Linked DNA regions of Ovis aries: regions 2 and 3 are each linked to region 1. A link is a contact called in public Hi-C data. All regions are on one chromosome and are shown on one strand. The core of a region is the stretch at or near the end of the contact, and the rest is flanking DNA. Distances in the headings are between cores, read along the strand shown. Region 1 overlaps PPM1H (protein phosphatase, Mg2+/Mn2+ dependent 1H). Region 2 has its middle 27 kb from the start of MIRLET7I. Region 3 holds the start of LOC121819183.

Region 1 (2,700 bases), core at 13-2,512:
TCTATTGTTTATACTAGAGCTGAAAATACACAAATAAGTGTCATATTAGCTATATTTGGACAGTGGCTGCAATACCAACTCATATTGCTCTTAGGGTTCTATGTGACCTACAGCCCATAAGCGAACAGCAAACCCAACCAGCCATCAGCCATAGAACTCCAAATTCATATCTGGGTACTGGGGCCAGAATACTACAAGTGTAATTAAGCTGACTAGGTTTTAAAGATGCTATTTTCTCATAAGATAATTTGTGTGTTTGGGGGTCAGTGCTTTACAGCTTTCATACAGATAAAAGTACCTGTGAAACTTTTCAAATTATTGGGAATAACCTGTAAAACACCATACTTTTATGGACGCTTAGAAACAGTCATTTGAAAATTTAAAAAACGGACTCCAAGAAAGATGAACCAACCGAAACAGCCTTTGGGGCTTTGCTTTCCCCAAGTGCCACTCCTCACTGTGCCATCTTGAGAATGCCAGAAGTGTTAGAAATCAACATTTGGTCCAACAGCACCATTTTTAGAGATGAGGAACTCAAGCTCTGGGTCTAGGAACTGGCACTTAAAAGTGGGGGGCAAAAGCCCAGGGGAAGAGGTGGGATTGCCTGGTCCTGGACAGAGGATGGAGCATCTGGGAACCAGGGCTGAAGCTCTGGCTGGTCGGGAGGGGGTGGGGTGGGGTGGGGAGCTCAGGGAGGGGGCTCCACCAAGGAGTTCAGAGCTTCAAAGGAAACTACATTCAAAAGTGAGAACAGGGAGTTGGGGAGGCCCTGCTTCTCTGAAAAGCACAATCCAACATAAAGCTATCCTGGGCATGGAAGCTGGGTTACCTTCCGAGTCTGGGGTCCGCTGATGAAAGATGCTTCCCTGGGAAGAGGGGATGGGAACACAGCACTCAGTCACCAGCACCTGCGTCACTGGAAGGGCCAGGAAGGCAAATTCATTTCTAACAACACGGAACTAAATCCAGACCAAAAAACGGTGAATACAAGTGCAAAAGCTGAATCATCAGTGCAGTTTTACTCAGAACAGAAAGAAATCGTTCCGTGATCTCCCCGTCTCTCTCCAACAAGCTCAAGATCCAGAACAGAATAAGGGCTCAGCGCCAGCTCCTTCGTGTGCATCTTAAAAGGCCCCAGAGATGAGGATTCCTATTTTTAAGATACTCCAGCCCTGGGGAAGGCAAAGAAGAGCAGGAGATGCACTGGTGATTTTCCACTCGCCCCCACCCTGGAGCTGTGGCTCCCGCCTGTGTCTGTGCCCTGGCTGACTAAGCTCTCTGACCCGAGTTCCCTGGGCCCCTTGTCACGTGGCTTCCAGTTGGGCTCATCCAACGGGAGGCCCTGGCAGGAGAAAGGGGACAGGAAGAAGGAGAAAGTCAGGGGCTTCCTCTCACTCTTTCCTGCGGCCCCTGCCCAGGGGCCTTCATCAGCGGCCCCTCTCCCAGCTCCACTGTAGCATTTCTTCCCTGGACCCTGTAGGTCCAGCGGGGTCAATGCCTTCCTGAGCTGAAATGCTCCTAGCCGGTCCCCTTCCTCTCCTTCAGTCAGTTGATCCACATGAGTTGAAGTCTATCTCCTCCTAGGACCACTTAGGGAATAGAAGCCGTGAGATGAACATGGCATCTTATATTCACTTCCATTTACCTGGAAAAATTTTACATTGAAACTGAGATATCTTACGGAGCAGAAAAGAAATTCACATAAGCCTTAAACATAAACAGATCTTCAAAAAACATCAATGTTCAAATCCCCCAAACTGCTGTCTTGGCAGGTCACTCTCCTTTGGTCTCCACAATCTTCAGTGGGAAGACTGGGTGAAGATGCTTAACTAGGGTGACCGGAGACGCCCTCAGGCTCTCCTGCTCTGGAATTCCTGGAATTCTGGTAATCTCCTGGAATTCCTTGATTGCCTGAAGGAGGCTGTCTTCCCTACAACCTGATGGAAACAGGGAAGGCGAGGGGTGGAGACTGATCTCAAGGAGAGCCAGACCAAGCAGCAAAGCTGAGAAGAGGCAAGTGGCCCAGAGGAAGGGGCTGGAGGAAAGACAGCATCCTTAGACCACAGCCCGAGTGGGGAAATCACCCATCGTCTCAGGACTCATGATTAGCGTCCAGGCCTTTGACTGCTTTCAGAATCAGGAGTCAGCCTTTAGCAAAAAGTCCTACTAGAAAGCCAACATATTTTGTTACTTAAGGGGGCGGACGTGTGTAATACATATTAGAGGGCTTTTCACAGGGTCTATAATTTAGTATAGACTAAATAACCGATGTTGCTGAACCTAAAGTGAGCACATACCAGTTATTTAAAAGAAGATTAGGGGGCTCCCCTGGTGGTCCAGTGGCTAAGACTTTGCGTTTCCAATGCAGGGGGTCCAGATAATGATCCCTGTTCAGGGGAGTAAGATCCCACATGCTGCAACTAAGACCCGGCACGGCCAAGTCAATAAACACAGATGCTTTCTAAGTGGTGGTTAGAACATGAGTCCAGGGCTTCCCTGCTGGCTCAGTGACGAAGAGTCCGCCTGCCAGTGCAGGAGAGATGAGTTTGATCCTTGAACCGGGAAGATTCCACATGCCTCGGAGCAACTAAACCTGTGCGCCACAACTCTCGAGCCTGTGCCCCAGAGCCGTGGAGCAGGAGCTTCTGAGCCCGCGTCCCGTAGAGTCTGTGCTCCGCAGCAAGAGAAGCCCGCACGCTG
Region 2 (2,700 bases), core at 47-2,546, 160 kb before region 1:
ATAGGACTAAATGGGCCACCTTCGTTTCTACTCAGGCAGCTCATCCCCAACTGGGCCAGCCCTACCTGGCAGGACTGCACTTGCTCACTTTGATAGGTGGCAGGACAGTTACTGGATGCCTTTTCGACCTGCTTCAAAGCTTCTTGTAACCTGGCAGTGAAGGAAATGCACAGCCTTCCAACTCAGTGACATTTAAGGCAACCACTCATTGGTCCAGGCAGCACAATAAATTGGTACTCAGCTGCTCCCAGTCTATTTTTCTGGTTAGAGCTATAAATAAAAGAAATGAGCGTGCCACTGCACGTGTGACACCAACTTGCCCCTCTCCCCAAGCAATCACGTCCTCGCCCTTGTTCTCTGGTTTGGTTCTGGTCCCCCAAAGGAACAGTATTAAGGATTGTATTTGGGGGTTGCCTAGCGCTATGTGTCTACATTTGAGTCCCACACACACAAATAAATACAGTAAATGAATATATATATTTGAATTGCGTATCCACCCCTACTGAACGGGTTATTCATTCATATGGAAATAGTTTGCACTAAATATAACTCCCCCAGTATTCTTATTTAGTCCCTCTTATTCAAGGGACTAAGTTGCATCACTCAAGGGTGACATTTAAATGACAGTTACTGCAGTAACACAGAGTAATGACCTTGTGAAGTGTGGTATATTGGTGTGCTTATTCAGTTAATACTAGTTGTGATGTCTGAAGAGAACTCAAAAGGCAAGAAATCGTTTTTTTTCCTACACAAATGATTGTGAAGTACAGCGTTTTTAGAAACATTTCCCCCGCCCCCCATGATACCTTCAAATTCCTTCTCTTCTAAGTAGTGTTGCTTCCTGCACCCCCCAACTCAAATATTAAAAATAAAAACAAAAAAATAATCTCCCTGCTCTTCCTCCCGTCCACCTCCCACGGCCTATACAAACAAAAAGGAAAAAAAAAGAATAAGGAAGCTGTCCAATCAAAAGATCCTTACCTTCTCAGACTAAATCACTTTAATCAGTATGCTAGCAAATTCTGTCAGACTCCCCGACTTTTTAAGCAGTACATTATCAGACTCCTAGACTTTTTAAGCAGTACATTATTTAAGTTTCCGCCAAAGCTAAACCTTTGCCAGGCCCCAACCCACTCTCCGTAGAGGCTGTTGCCAGGTTGACTTCCCTGTCTCAGTCAGGAGGCCGCTCCTCAGCTCCGCTGGAAATTAATAAGGCCAATCAGAAATGCACAAAGCCTGCCCAGCCAATCGTTCTCGTCCAAGCGTTTGCCATCTCCTCTGCGGTCAGATAAATCACGTTAAAGCTATTACACCAATGACCATAAATTAGGGGGCCTGGCGGTCCGTCCTCCGGAGGACAAGGCAGGCTAAGATGATTCCAGCGCGGGGGAGGAGAGGCGGCGCGTTACCTGCGGTTACAGCATCCCCGGGCCTCCCGAGGACCGGCGTCTGGACTGCGCCCAGCTGTGGCCACGGCGCTTCTCGGAGATGGTGCGATCCCCCAGGTGCGGGGGCTCCATCTGCGCCGCTCCGCCAGACTATTTACAGCCAAGGTTCGGCCGGTGATTGCTGGCATGGAAAACTCATTTCTCAGCCCGGATTTTTATTTACACTCTTACTAAGGAGCCTTCACTCACGTCGGAATGGCAGCGAGTGGCTTCGGCGAGCTTTGGCCCCGGGCCAGGCAGCCGATCTGGGGCGGGTGAGCCGCCTTCGCCGGCGACCTTCCGCCCAGAGCGCGCGATGGGCGCGGGGACAAAGGCGCCAGAAGCCGGGCTGCGAGAACCTCGGTGCCTCAGCACCCTGGAAAAGTTCGGTGGCTTTGTGACTGGATTTCCTTTGGCAGTGTTAGCCGGCTCCCCGCCCCCTTTCCTGCCACTCTCTTGGCAGACGTGGAACGTGAGGAAACAGGAGAGTGATGTGCTTTATTAACTCCATCCAAACCCCTAGGTCAAGATTCCGCCCTCCCCCAGGCCCTTTTCCACCCGCCCAAGCCTCCCCTGCCGGGTGTAGCCCACGCATCCAGCGGGGACGGACTGGCAGTGACTACTCCCGGGAGGGAAACTTCCTGGCTGTTCTTTTCGTTGGCGCCGCCTGAAACCCTGAGCAGGCGGGTGCGTGTGCACGTGTGCCTCCAAATCCTGAAAACCCGCCAGCAGCCTGGCACATCTGGGGCTCCCACCACGCAAATTCATGCCAGAGAGCAGTAAAGCCCAGGTCAACTGCTGGGAGACAATGGACTGTGCTCTTAAAGGCTGGCCAAGCCCGAGAGCTCGGTAAAATGACGGCCCGACTCTGGAGTCCTGTGCAAAGCCTAACACTTGAGGCCGGTGTTTCTTTTTTTCCTCCCTAAAATAGCAGGGGAAAGGGAGCAGTGTTGTTTGGTTTTGGGGGTGTTCAGTTTCTAGGAATTTCCCCTTAGCTATAGAAATGGTGATTGCTACTCCTCAGTGTTCTCAACCTCGGGAAGAATGGGTAATATCTGTATGTTCATTTCTCCTGCACATAGTTCCTCTGATTCTAACACTTTCTCCTTCTCTTCCTCTAATCCTCCTCCCATATGATAGCATCGCTGTTACCCCTTTCATCCCAGAAAAGAGCGGTGCTTCCCCTGCCCTCCTGACCCTAATTTCTGTCATTTCCCTCAGAAAGTCTCCTTTCCCTGTTCCTGGGTGGCAGAGCACGGGGAGGAGGACCTGA
Region 3 (2,700 bases), core at 84-2,583, 190 kb before region 1:
TATTTAAAAAAAAAAAAAAAATCTGCTTGTCAATGCAGGAGACAGGAGTTGGATCCCTGATCTGGGAAGATCCCACATGCTAGGGGAACAAGCAAGCCCCGAGGTGACAACCACTCTGCGCTCTACAGGCGGGCAGCACCAACCATTGAGACCACCTGCGGGGATTACTGAAGCCCGTATGCCCTAGAGCCTGGATTCTGCTACAAGAGAAGCCACAATGAGGCCAGGCATGGCAACTAGAGAGTAACCCCTGGCCCCTGCAACTAGCGAAAAGCCCGCGCAGCAATAAAAGACGCAGCATAGTCAAAAAAATTTTTTTAAACTGTGTCCCATTACCAATACTAAATAGAATAGAAATGAAAAGCCAGTATTATGTAATCTTTTACTTGCAAAGAGATTCTCTGGCTGAGAGGTTATCAAGGTTACATTGTGCTGCTTTAAAGGTAAAGAATACCTATTGTTCCCAAAAGCAGTTATGCATGGATGTCCCTTGTGTGTGGTTTGGAGTCTGGACCTTAGCCCTCTGCCTCTCATGAAGGGATCAAAGCCTGCGCAGAAGCAGTCTCAAGTCTGAACACACTCAGTTCCCCCATTCCTTATTTTTCTTATGTGGTCTGGATTTTCAGGAGGGTGATGACTAACAGTATTGCCAGATTTACGTAAAAGTACAGGACACTAGCTATATTCCAAGTTCAAACATTTTTAGTATAGGGGACATACATATACTAAAAAATAATTCGTTTATCCGAAACTCGAATTAGACGTTCTGTGAATCTTAATTGGCAGCCCCTGCCTGCTTTTTCTTCACACCGATTTAACTTCACAAAAGTCTCAAAATGGGAGGCAAAAAGAAACTCGCCTGGCCCCAAAGCAGATGGAGCTCAGGGTAGTAGGCCTTTTCCCAAACTTGGCCTTAAAAAAAAAAAAAACCCACCCACAAGTCTCAGGAGCCTGCGCATTAAAGCGGGCAGTGCAGCAGCTTTCCCGCCGGTTTTCTGCGGAATGTGGCGCAGCGGCCACGCCGCGGGGTGGAGCGCATGTTGCGGTGTCCTTGCTAGATGCGAAAGGAGGTGCCAGAAACTTTAAACCTCAGCCAGAGTACAACGTGTCCACTTAGACGGCGGTAAGTGCCGCCATTTTCTTTGCGGACAAACACCGGGAGAAGTTAGCGGCTCCACTTTTGCCCCGTTAAGCGGCGTGGGGAGCGCAGCCCGCGCCCTCAGCACTTTGGTGACGTGGAATCCGGGTTCCCCCTTTGGGGGCTGATTTCTAGTGACACGTCGAATTTTGCCAAGGCGGGGAAAGGGACGCCGCTTCTGTCCCGGATGTAAGATGGCGGCGCGGGGGGGTGCGGCCTAGCGGGGCGGTCACGTGGTGGGGAGTAGCGCGCGAGCCTCCTTAAGTGGTCTCTATGGTTCGACCGACTCACTGGAGCAGCGGAGCGCGAGACGGGGCGTGTGTCCGTGGGCGCCGGGCTCTCGCCGCTGCCACCCATCCCGCAGCCCGGCCCGGTTTCAGTTTTACGGGGTTTTTGTTTGTTTTCTTCTCGCCTCCTGCAGAGGGGCACGGGATTTCCCCGAAGGGTACTGAGGAGCGGGTGGCCTGGGGACTTCCGGGCTGTGCCTGGGTTTTCTGGCCGCGGCGCCGGAGCCGCTGTCCGCCTCCGCAGGAAGCGCCCCGGGCGTTCTACCGAGCGGAGAGCCGGCCCCGCGCGCGTGTGCCGAGAGCGCGGCGCCCGTGGGCCCCAGCCGCCACCCAGCCCCCACCGCGGGGCGGGGAGGGGCGCGGGCGGTACGTCCCGGAGACGTGGCGGGAGCGCGGTGGAGACGGCTCGGAGCTCGCGACGGGCGAAGCGCGGGAGCGCTGCTCGCTGCCTCACTGGAATGGTCCGGGTCCCGCAGGCGCCGGCTGCGCTTTTGCCGCCCATTTCCTGCTGTCGAGCGGCCTGGGGGACGGCGTCCCCTCGGGGCGGCAGAGGGAGCGGCTGCCTGGGACAGGACCTCTGGGCACCTTTTCTCTCCAGAGCGCTCGGTTACGTAGAGGACCCTGGCTCGGCCTCCCCCGGGCGCCGGCGCCGCGAAGATGCCGGGAGCTCCCGGGGTGCGGCCGAGCGGCGCGGCGCTGGGCGGGGTCTGCAGGCGCGGCGCGGCGAAGAGCAGGGGCGCGGGGTCGGCGGCGGCGGCGGCGGAGGAACGACGGAGGAGCACCGGAGTCGCTTCGCTCGCCTCAGCGTGGTCCGGTGCCTCCCCGACACCATGGCCCTGGCTGAGGTAGTAGTTTGTGCTGTTGGTCGGGTTGTGACATTGCCCGCTGTGGAGATAACTGCGCAAGCTACTGCCTTGCTAGTGCTGGTGATGCTCAGCGCCGCGGAGGACAATGGCTGGGAATCCCCTTTGTTTTCCGGGGCGCGGGGGCAGCCCGCGGAGCCCCGGCCTCAGCGACCGCCACGGAAACCGTTAGTTGTATGGTTTCCCGGAGGGAGGAAGGAATTGCGGGGACGGGGGCGGACAGGGACTTTTGTAAAGCTGGGGGAAGACCTAAATCTCTGGATCCGCTATTTGCTTTTGAAGGAAGGAATGAAATTGAGTAATTGACACGGATAACTTTACCATCCTAAATAATTTGAACGCTTCTTTCAGTAGTTGATGCACGATTTAGTTAGTGCGTATTTTGCGCACTTCATTCTTTATGAATCGGATT

The links. Hi-C and Micro-C count contacts between places; a contact is called where the count stands out from the background.
Region 2: a contact with region 1 is called in a Hi-C map of tail adipose tissue, with 2.2 times the contacts expected there. The contact joins two enhancer-like sites. A contact is called at or near these places in 3 of 16 Hi-C or Micro-C datasets (liver, skin fibroblasts and tail adipose tissue).
Region 3: a contact with region 1 is called in a Hi-C map of tail adipose tissue, with 5 times the contacts expected there. The contact joins the promoter of LOC121819183 here to the enhancer-like site in region 1. A contact is called at or near these places in 5 of 16 Hi-C or Micro-C datasets (hypothalamus, liver, muscle and 2 more).

The regions. Positions count from the first base shown.
Region 1 is chr3:156,916,188-156,918,887 of ARS-UI_Ramb_v3.0, reverse strand. All of the region lies in intron 4 of PPM1H (protein phosphatase, Mg2+/Mn2+ dependent 1H), which reads right to left. Among named protein-coding and RNA genes, the nearest start is that of PPM1H, 150 kb to the right of the region's middle. Within about 2 kb of position 1,262, at least 3 of the 54 cell types and tissues checked have an H3K27ac peak or open chromatin away from gene starts, as enhancers often do. A contact at or near this core is called in tail adipose tissue, where this site is marked.
Region 2 is chr3:157,078,422-157,081,121 of ARS-UI_Ramb_v3.0, reverse strand. No RefSeq gene overlaps it. Among named protein-coding and RNA genes, the nearest start is that of MIRLET7I, 27 kb to the left of the region's middle. Within about 2 kb of position 1,296, at least 37 of the 54 cell types and tissues checked have an H3K27ac peak or open chromatin away from gene starts, as enhancers often do. A contact at or near this core is called in tail adipose tissue, where this site is marked.
Region 3 is chr3:157,106,589-157,109,288 of ARS-UI_Ramb_v3.0, reverse strand. It overlaps LOC121819183, which reads left to right and starts at 1,333. Exons shown (of 2, transcript XM_060413671.1): 1 at 1,333-1,338; 2 at 1,386-2,700. The coding sequence starts at 1,333. The coding sequence ends at 2,594. MIRLET7I (microRNA let-7i) reads left to right here and starts at 2,262; the gene lies at 2,262-2,345.